Linked DNA regions of Neogale vison: region 2 is linked to region 1. The links are chromatin contacts, called in public Hi-C maps. All regions are on one chromosome and are shown on one strand. The core of a region is the stretch at or near the end of the contact, and the rest is flanking DNA. Distances in the headings are between cores, read along the strand shown. Region 1 holds the start of PDK2 (pyruvate dehydrogenase kinase, isozyme 2). Region 2 has its middle 13 kb from the start of DLX3.

Region 1 (4,563 bases), core at 712-3,211:
GGCTCAATACTGAGCTGAGACCCTTGAATGTTGGACGAGAGTCCCCACAGTTCTGCTTTCCTGATTCAGCTGCTGTAGAAGCCTGCCTTGAGATAAAATGTCTATCAGTCTGAGTTCCTGAGAATCTCCCTCCCACCACCAACCTGCCTTGTACATGTAATAGGAAATTTGGGCATGGTGGGATGGGAAGGAGCTTAACCTCAGCATCATCTAACTTAGCTTGACCGAGCCATCCACTCCCATTATCACCCTGAGACAATCTCTGCAGAAGGAATTTTGCTCCAAGCACAGAGGCCACAATAGAGAAGTCCAGCACTAAGAAGAGGATCGTGGGCAATATCCTCTCCTATACCTAGTGTCAGAGTTCACAGCCTTTTCCTCATTACTTACATTTTTAAAAATGTATTTTAAAATGTAAATTTTATTTATTTATTTACTTATTTGAGAGAGAGCAGGGAGAGGGGCAGAGGGATAAGGAGAGACTCCTCAAGCAGATTTCCTACTAAGCCCGGCACGGGGTTCAGTCTCACGATCTTGAGATCATGACCTGAGCCCAAAACCAAGAGTCTGATACTCAACTGACTGAGCCACCCAGGCGCTCCTCCTTACTTAAATTTTGACAATAGTAATAGCTGTTAATGATTAATTATTTATTACGTTTATCTCGGGGTTCAGTCTCATAATCTTGAGATCATGACCTGAGCCCAAAACCAAGAGTCTGATACTCAACTGACTGAGCTACCCAGGCGCTCCTCCTTACTTAAATTTTGACAATAGTAATAGCTGTTAATGATTAATTATTTATTACGTTTATAGGCGAGGCACAGGGTCGGGTTGTTGTTGTTGTTGTTTTAATCAAAGTACCTATTTGCAACCTGAACACGGCACCCTCCAACATCATGAGTGATTTAATTGCTAGCTGGAAGGATGTTTGGTGGTCCTCCCTGATGACTCTGTGGCATGTCTGCCTGGTGGTCCTCACTCTTTTTTTCCTTTTTTAAATGTGCCTTGTGCTATGCCAGGTGCTGGAAATAGAGCAGTTAATTATACAGACACAGCCCTGCCCTCCTGGAACTCAAAAGTCTAGTGGAGAAAACAGATGAGTCAGCAGACGATTTCCACTCAGTCTGATAGGAGCCAAATGGTGCTAAGGTTGGGCAGGTCTAAAGAGCCCTTAGAGGTAGCCCAGAACCCAGCCTCGTAGGGCTGGAGACTTGTAGAATGGATAGGTGGCAAGAAGAACAAATGATCCCAATAGAAGAGACAGTATTTGCAAGGGCTTGGAGACTGGAGGCGGGTTCAAGGCAGTAGACAACTATGACTGGGAGTTGAGCAGGGGAATGTGGAGGGGAGGAGGCTGGAGAGTTAAGCCAAAGCAGATCGTGCAAGAGCTGGAAAGGCACCAGTAAGAAGCAGAGAGCCACTGAAAGTCTGTGAGCAAGAGAAGTAACAAGTTCAGATTTGCTTTTGAGAATGATCCCCGAGCCTGTTTCCTCATCTATATGATGGGGATAATAATAGCACCTGAGAGCCGTCTGAAGAATTAAAGGAGATAATGATGCAGACAGTACCTGGCACATAGGTTATTATTCATTCAGCTAAGAGTCCCTTCCGTTGGGAAGCCTCTCGCATTGCTCCGTGTTGACTGTAATCACATTCTGTTACACAGTAACTACTTATTTACTTATGCAGTTACCTCCCAAACTAAGAAATGAAATGATCCGGGGAGAAGACTACCTCCTTATCCTTTCTGTGTTTCCTGTCCCCAAGACAACGCCCAGCACATATTGAGCACTCGGTCAGTGGTGCCCAGGGACTGAACAGTGAAAGAGAGAAAACTTCAAAGGGACAAGACGGGAGGGGGGCGGAAGGGGTTTCGAAGGGGGGTCAGGGCGTACCGCGTTTCACCACAAGAGCGCGCGCTCTGTTCCGCCGAGAGTTCAGGGCTGCTGGGGAAGGGCGGGCATCCTGGCGCCCAGATCACCTGCCAGGACCTTTCTCTAAGGTAATGCGAAGATTGTCGCTTTCTCAGGTCAAATGAGCAGCGAATAATCGAAGTGTTTTGAAAACTGCACTGACAGCGCCGATGTTAAGGCCTGCCTCTATCACCGTCAGTCCTTAGGGTTTTGACTCCGGCCGTCCTTTCCCGAGCCGCTCGGATCTTTGTGGAAGGTGGCGGGGGAGGGGGGGCACGTCTGTATGAGGGATTAGCATGGTCTTGCATCCTGATCCCGAAGTTTGCAAACTTTCCCAGTCCGAGTCACTGTCATCCGGACTGGGAACCCACCAGATCGCCCCCCTCAAGGAGCGCAAGTGGGTGTCAGGACAAGTGAAACAGGTCCCTTTGAGAGGGAAGCTATCGGGACAATTTCAGGGAAGGCGAGTGAAGGAGATCTGGTAGGGCGCGGGAGAGAAAGAAGTAAAAGGGAGGAGGAATGACGAAACTCTGGGGAGGCAGGGGTTAAGCCGGACTGGGCCCGTAGGAGGAAAGGGCGGAGCCAATGCTCGGGAGGCGGGCTCTCGCCGCGGCCTCGCGAAAACAACAGGCCGCCCAGGGCAAGGACGGGGTTAAGGGGGCGGGTCCAGGGGGAAGCCACGTGCCGAAGCGAGAGGCGATTGGCTCTGCCGGCGTTGTTTGTGAGCGGCCATTGGCGACGTCGGAGCGCCTCGACGAGCCGATTGGCCGGGGCTTGGAGGACTGCCCGCCCGGGGGCGGGGAGGAGGCTGCAGGTCCCAGTCGCTGGGCCGGGCTGGGCCGGGCTGGGCCGAGCTGGGCCGAGCTGAGCGCTGGCGCTGCCCGCTGTAGGACCCGAAGCCGAGCCCAAGCTGCGGCCGCCGCTGCCGCCGCCGCCGCCACCATGCGCTGGGTCCGCGCTCTGCTGAAGAATGCGTCGCTGGCAGGGGCGCCCAAGTACATCGAACACTTCAGCAAGTTCTCCCCGTCCCCGCTGTCCATAAAGCAGTTTCTGGACTTTGGTACGGAGTGGGTGGGGTGGGGGCGGCTGGCCGTGGGGGCTCGCGGAGCTCGGGGGGCGGTGAGGGAGGGGGCCCTGGCCTTGAAAATTAACGCGGAGAAGAGAGGCCCTGCGTGACAGGGAAAGGTTGCTGGGGTACAGGCAGGGAAGAGTTAAGGCAGTGGGGGGAGGAGGGGCAAGGACTGTCCCTGAAAGGGTTAAGGTATCCTGGGGAAAAGCTCTGTACTGGGCTGTCAGTGGGAAGTGGGGGCACTGAGAAGGAGGGGTCTAAGTATGTCCCTGGGCTTTGTGAAAGGTCTTGCCCAGTAAGGCGCAGCAAGGAGGTGATGTTAGGGCAGGAAGGGAGTGGGGTATATCCAGACAGAAAGGGTTAATGGTGGTTGTCCTAGTGACTCAGAGTGTTGGAGAAGAAATGGGGCAGGGATGCTGGTGGGAGTAACAAACAAGGCGGGATTAGGAGGTGCAGACAGCTGGAAGGAGACCTGGGCTGGGGTGGGCATCCTGGGGTCAGGTGGGGACCCAGCTCTTTAAGAAAAATGTCAACAGGAGGGAGGTGGCTGATGAGCACACCCCGACCCACTGAAGAAACCCCAGCTGGCCCAGTAGGCAAGGACACTTGAAGAGCAAATCTGTTTGGGCCTGGCTTCCTGTCCCCAACCCGGTGGAGGCCTGGAGCACCATGAAGTGGAGTCAGAAGGCTTGCAGCCTTGGCAGCCCCTAGGTTCCTGGGCCAGCTCACCCACCAGCAATGCCCTGGGGTTGCCTCTGGAGCAGAAGCAAGGCTGTGCCATTGTGGCCACTGAAACAGGCATTGTGTGGGCCCTGTCCCCTGTCTGTCTACGCGGCATTTCCCTGGTGCCAGCTGGGGATTAGGACGGGGTGCCCAGGTCTCTCCGGAGTTGAAGAGACAGTGCCTGGCTCAAGTTACAGCTGCGTCACTGAGGGGAGAGGGTGGGGAGGAGGCAACCAGGACACAGGGCCCCTGTTCTTCAGGACTTGTCTGCCTGTCCCCCTGCCCTGTTTGAGCTCCCCCTATGTAGAAAAGCCCCCTGGGCCCGTTGTCAGCCACCAGTAGCTGTCCAGTCCAAACTGGACCCCAATTATAGAAATGGGCTGGGTGGGGCTTAAAGTAGAGTTTGGTCCACTTGTAGTGCAGTGGGGGAAACAGATCTTGAGAAGGGTAGTCACATGCCCTAGGTGGCAGACTTGGAAGCAGAACTTAGACTAGCATCTAGCTCTTCTGACTCTAGGCCATGGCCTTGGTCTACCACTCCCGTCTTCATCTTGAAGCCAGACCAAGGACCAAGACATTTGGGCTCCCATCCTTGGGCCCTGTGTGCCTCCCATGTGGGCATTAATGCAGGGACAGCTCTACAATAGTCAACGAGACCAGCCTGGGTGAAGACAGACTGGGCCAAAAAGAACGCTGGGGCCCCACAGATGCCATGGACCAGGCACAGTGGCCCTCAGCCAGGCCCAGACCCGGGAAGGCATGGTCTTCCCGAGCTCCTCTGCCCACTGGATCCACCCCTCTCTACCCCTTCCACCTCTCAAAGCGAGTGTCTGCTAGGAGAGGCAGAAAGTGAAG
Region 2 (4,919 bases), core at 1,512-4,011, 55 kb before region 1:
AGGGTCCTGGGATAGAGACCCGCCCGCATGGGGCTCTCTGCTCAGCGGGGAGCCTGCTTCCCTCTCTCTCTCTCTGCCTGCCTCTCTGCCTACTTGTGATCTCTCTCTCTGTGTCAAATAAATAAATTAAAATAAATAAATAAATAAATAACAGCATCTGTGGACCAGGAAAGAAAATAATAAGAATAAAACATAATTTCAAATAACTCCATACTTTTATGTTAAAGACATAAAACATGCTTAGATAAAATATTATCAAGTTTTCTTTTTTTTTCTGGTATGGCTGCATTTTTCTAGAAAGATTGGCCCTCTAAAAAGCTAGTCACTGTGGTTGAGGGCCCTCACTGCCTTCTGGAAGCCCGGAGCTTCACAGAATTCAAATGAGGTCTACTCATCTCTCTCTCCATCTGCTTTCTATGGGGTTCCCCCCGCCCAGGCTTCTTCACCTAAAAATCCTAGCCAGGAAAGCGCTTCTCCAGACACAGTCTTGGGATTGGGTCTCAGTGGGTGCCCTGAGTTCACACGCCTGTCCCTGACCCCCTTACTGTGTCCAAAGGAGCCTGGGTTATCAGCTCTTCCCAGAGTGGGAGGGAGCCTGTAGGAAGCCAGCTCCCTCAAAGACAGCTAGGGGATAGAGAAGTGGCAAAGGGAAACCCGGGACTCTTCCCAGAAGAGGGGAGAGATGCCGTGCAGGCAAAAGCATCTTTAGCTATCCATTACCCTGTTGGTGGCCAGCCAAAGTGCTTTCTCCTAAATCGCTTTGGGCCAGCTCCCTGAAGCCAAACAAACATGCATCCTTTTTATCACTTACTATATTATATTGAGATGATCTGTCACTGTGTCTCTCTTACTGTTTGGACAGTGAGTTTCTCAAGGACAGGAGCCTCCCCTGATCCCGCTCTGTCCCCTATACCTTGCACCCAGCCGGGCACGTCACGGATGCCCCGGGATCCCGTTCTTGGCTCGGTTCTCAGCCCTCGGCTCACTTGTGCCTGGCACGATCTCTTCCGCTCCTATGGCTTTCGACGACAGTTCCAGCACAGGTCCCCCTGGGTGCAGGGCTGGGTCTCCTGCTGCTTTCCGGATGGTCTGAGTTGGACATCTCACAGACAGCTCAAACTCTTTTGGAAATGGAACCTCCCATCTTTATCCCTAAACACTAAGCATTCTCCTCCTCCACTGCTCCCTTTCTCGGGGACCATCGGTCGGTCACTCAATTTACTCTGCTCTCACCTGCCACCATCAGTCTACCCCCACGTGTCTGTTTGTTGTTTTTGTTTAAAGATTTTATTTGTTTATTTGTCAGAGAGAGAGAGAGCACAAGCGGGGGAAGCAGCAGGCAGAGGGAGAAGCAGGCTCCCTGCTGAGCAAGGAGACGGATACGGGACTCGATCCCATTAGCCCAGGATCGTGACCTGAGCCAAAGGCAGCTTAACTGACTGAGCCACCCAGGACTCCCTCCCTTACATGTTTTTGATCCTGCTTCCCAGATATCTCTCAATGTCCTGTCTCTCTTCATCCCACTGCCCAAGCTCAGGACGCCTCCCTGATGGTACAGTAAGGCTTCTGCTCCAGACCTCCCCCAGCCTGTCCCTCGGTGCTCAGCACCTGTCACCTTCACCAGGTGGCTCACTTCTCCAGGTGGCTCACTCCTTCTTGTCCTGGGAGATCAGTCCAAGGAGAAGCCCTCTATGTGGCCTCAGCCCTCAGCCGAGAGCCCTGTACGTTGCTCTTCCGTGCTTTCCACCCCCTTATTCATTCAGTCCTCCTTTCAGTGGTGCATTTGACTGTGTGGCCACTGTGGGACTTGACAGCCATTCGACAGCCTGTGGTAAAGCCTCTGCTTAGGCAGGTGGTCTCTTTGCTGGCCGGTTTCTCCTTGTAGACTGTGAGTGTCCAGGGAGCAGCCGCCGTGTCCCTTATCTCGGTGACTCCAGCCAGAGTTTATCCCGGGACTGGCACGTAGTAGGTGCTTAGCAATTGCTCCATGAGTGAATCAGCAGGGCGGCTCCCACAGAGGTTGGCAGACTTGGAAAGGGCCAGGTAGAAAGTATTTCAGCTTCTGTAGGCAGTGTGTTCTCCATTACAAACAAGAGGATACGCAAATATAACACTGTATTTACAAAATCAGATGGGCCACCCTGCCTCAGGCTGGCCTTCCAGTCTGGGTGAGGGGTGGGGAAGCCCTCTGATTCTTTCTCTGCCTTGAGGACAAAAGGGAAAAGAGGAAAACATGAAGGTCAGCCATAAGTAGAATTTTCTAAGGAACAAAGGTCAGGGAGGAATTTCTTTCCTTGGAAGCTTTATTTATTTAGTTATTTTTTGGGAAGATTTTATTTATTTATTTGAGGGAGAGAGTGGGGGGGCGTGGTGCAGAGGGAGAGGGAGAAGTAAGCTCCTTGCTGAGCTGGGAGCCTGAGTGGGGTTCCATTCCAGGACCCCAAGATCGTGACCTGAGCCGACTGAGCCACCCAGGCAGCCTGGAGGTTTTAAAAACACGAGAAAACTGCCCGATTATAGCTGAAAACCAAGGTGGTGAGGCCTGGAGAAGTGCAAGGAAAGTGTTACAATCCAGGCTTCTGCCATTGAACGGGGGCGCTGGGCCCTGACCTCGGCCTGCAGTTAGCACAGTCGCCACCAGGTGGCAGGCCTGTCCATCTCTAAATGCTGAGGACTCTGGCTGCTGGGAACTCAAGTTGGTTGATAAATTTATTTATCCATCATTTATTCATTCATGATTTGTATTCCCCAAGCACTTTGGACTCCTCCTAAGTGCCAGAAGGCATTGTGCTAAGTGTGGGGAGGAAGCAAGTGGCCAAGACTAAGATTGTGTTCAAGGCATCTGCCTAATGCCTCCCTATCCAGCGGCAGGTCAAATGCCCAGCTACTTGTCCGTAGCTGGGGTTAGATGTCTGTGGGGCAGGCCTGCTGCCTGGGTCTGTTCCCACTGAAGCCTCGTGGAATCGTGCCCGTTGCCCTCCATTCTCATTCAGCAAGAGCCAACGGGCAACAGGCCCTGAGCGAGGTTTGGATTGCCTCCCACCCCGATCTCAGGTCTCCCACAACGGGTCTCAGGTGCAGCCACACACTGGTCCCTGGGGCTGAGGTTTTCTCCATCTCTGTTCCTCTTCCAACCAGGCCCAACCTCAAACCACCAGTTCCTCCCCTCCCCTGTACCTCCCTTCCCTTTGCTCCGTTCTGGCAGCTTTTCTCCTAAGTGTCCATGCAGAGAGCAGGAAGTGGGCACTGGAGCAGGCCCACGGCCTGGGTGTTTTGAGATCACTGTACCCCTTCTGCCAGAGGGAGGCCCCACAGTCCACAGAAAGCCGGGGTGGTCAAGGGTGAGCTTGGAGGCTAAGAACACACCTGAGAGTAACTGCCCTAAATTGAATCAGAGGCCCCCATGCACCTGCTTCCTTGAGGACCTCAGGAGCCCCAGGCTGCTCCTTATGCACTGGGACTCCAGACCCAGCAGGGATGGGGTAGCACCTACCAGGATCACTTTTTGGACAGGGTCCCCAGATGGCTTCCTCGGCCATCAGCCAGGGAGCCCAGTCCTCTGGAAGAGCGCCAGCCACTGTTGTGCCTTATTTCCTTCTCCCCTCTTGTCCTGCCCCAACTTCCCTGGCAACTGGGAACCCCCTCCTTCAGCCCAGTCCCCGTGCCTTCTGACTCACTGTGCAGCTCAGCTGAAAAGCATCTGGCCATGCCCAAGGCTCTGGCATCCAGCCCGTTGGCCCTGCCTGAGAGACGCCCCTTCCTCAGACCTTCTACCAAGTGCCTCCATGAGGATTATGTCCATTGAAAACTTCACCATCTCATCCCCAAGAAGAAAGTCCCCTCTGATAAGGGGGGGTGGCAGAGCACACTCCCCCCGCCGCCGTATCCTGTGCCAGGTGGAGTGGGAGTCCCAATCTTATCAGCTCATCACATTCTGAACATTCCTCGTGGGCTGGGGGGAGGACGGGTGGCCAGAAGAGGAGAATGCTGCTGGGAAGATTGACTCCAATATCCCACGTCTTGGGGTACGCCAGTTTCTCTCCCCACCCAGGGCTCAGGTGCCTCCCAGCCCCTTGGTTTCTGTGTCTATCTCCTCATCCTCTTCTGATCTGTTCTGTTCTTCCTCTCCCTCCATTTTCTCTTCCCTCTCTCAGCCCTGTCATCCCAGGAATTTGCAGTAGAATGTGGGGGGACCAAGCTAGGGTTCTCTGCAGGGCCTTTGTCCCTGTTCTAGGCAATCAGGCACTCAGGGTTTGGTCCAGCCCCAGCTCGTCCCCACTTCCCTGTGCATCCTGAGTCTGGGACTTGCCCTCTCTGGTCATGGGCTCATCCTACCGCATGAGTGCAGGTATTCTACACCAGCCTCTTTCCACGAAGCCTCTTTCCAAACTGCACAGGACCAGAAGTGAGAGCCAACTCCTCCATGGCCTCCCACCTCCAGCCCAGGCTCCCTCCCTCTCTTGCTGCCTGCCCAACTTCTTTATACAGCATCTGTCGGTATGGGTCCAGTACTTGGACAAAGTTTTTCTATTCCTAGAACATATGGCACGATTCTGGCCACCTCCCAACTTCTGACCAGAGTGGTGGTTGAAGGGGGGCTGGAATCCAGCAAACCTGAGTTCTAATGCTGGGTCTGCCAGTAACTTACTGTGGGATCTGAGACTAGTCACCACCGTACTCTGAGCTTTAATTACCTGAGAAATGATGGGAGTGGACTGGTCGTCTCATGTTCCAGAGCCAAAGGGGAACACCCGGGGACCTAGACTGAAGGTTAGATGGAGGACCTGAAAGGGAGTCATCATGGAGGTGCTTCCCTTTGGAGACAACTCCTTTTTGTTTTTTGAGTGCTGAGCAGGCTACTCCCAGGGGCGCCCCTCCCACGAAGTGTTCCCTACCTCAAGCCCTTAGACCATTCTTTT

What was found. Hi-C and Micro-C count contacts between places; a contact is called where the count stands out from the background.
Region 2: a Hi-C map of fibroblasts shows a contact between it and region 1, with 8 times the contacts expected there. The contact joins the enhancer-like site here to the promoter of PDK2 in region 1. A contact is called at or near these places in 2 of 3 Hi-C or Micro-C datasets (fibroblasts and muscle).

What each region holds. Positions count from the first base shown.
Region 1 is chr5:45,703,771-45,708,333 of ASM_NN_V1, reverse strand. It overlaps PDK2 (pyruvate dehydrogenase kinase, isozyme 2), which reads left to right and starts at 1,961. Exons shown (of 11, transcript XM_044248727.1): 1 at 1,961-2,005.
Region 2 is chr5:45,758,908-45,763,826 of ASM_NN_V1, reverse strand. No RefSeq gene overlaps it. Among named protein-coding and RNA genes, the nearest start is that of DLX3, 13 kb to the left of the region's middle. Within about 2 kb of position 2,761, the one cell type or tissue checked has open chromatin away from gene starts, as enhancers often do. A contact at or near this core is called in fibroblasts, where this site is marked.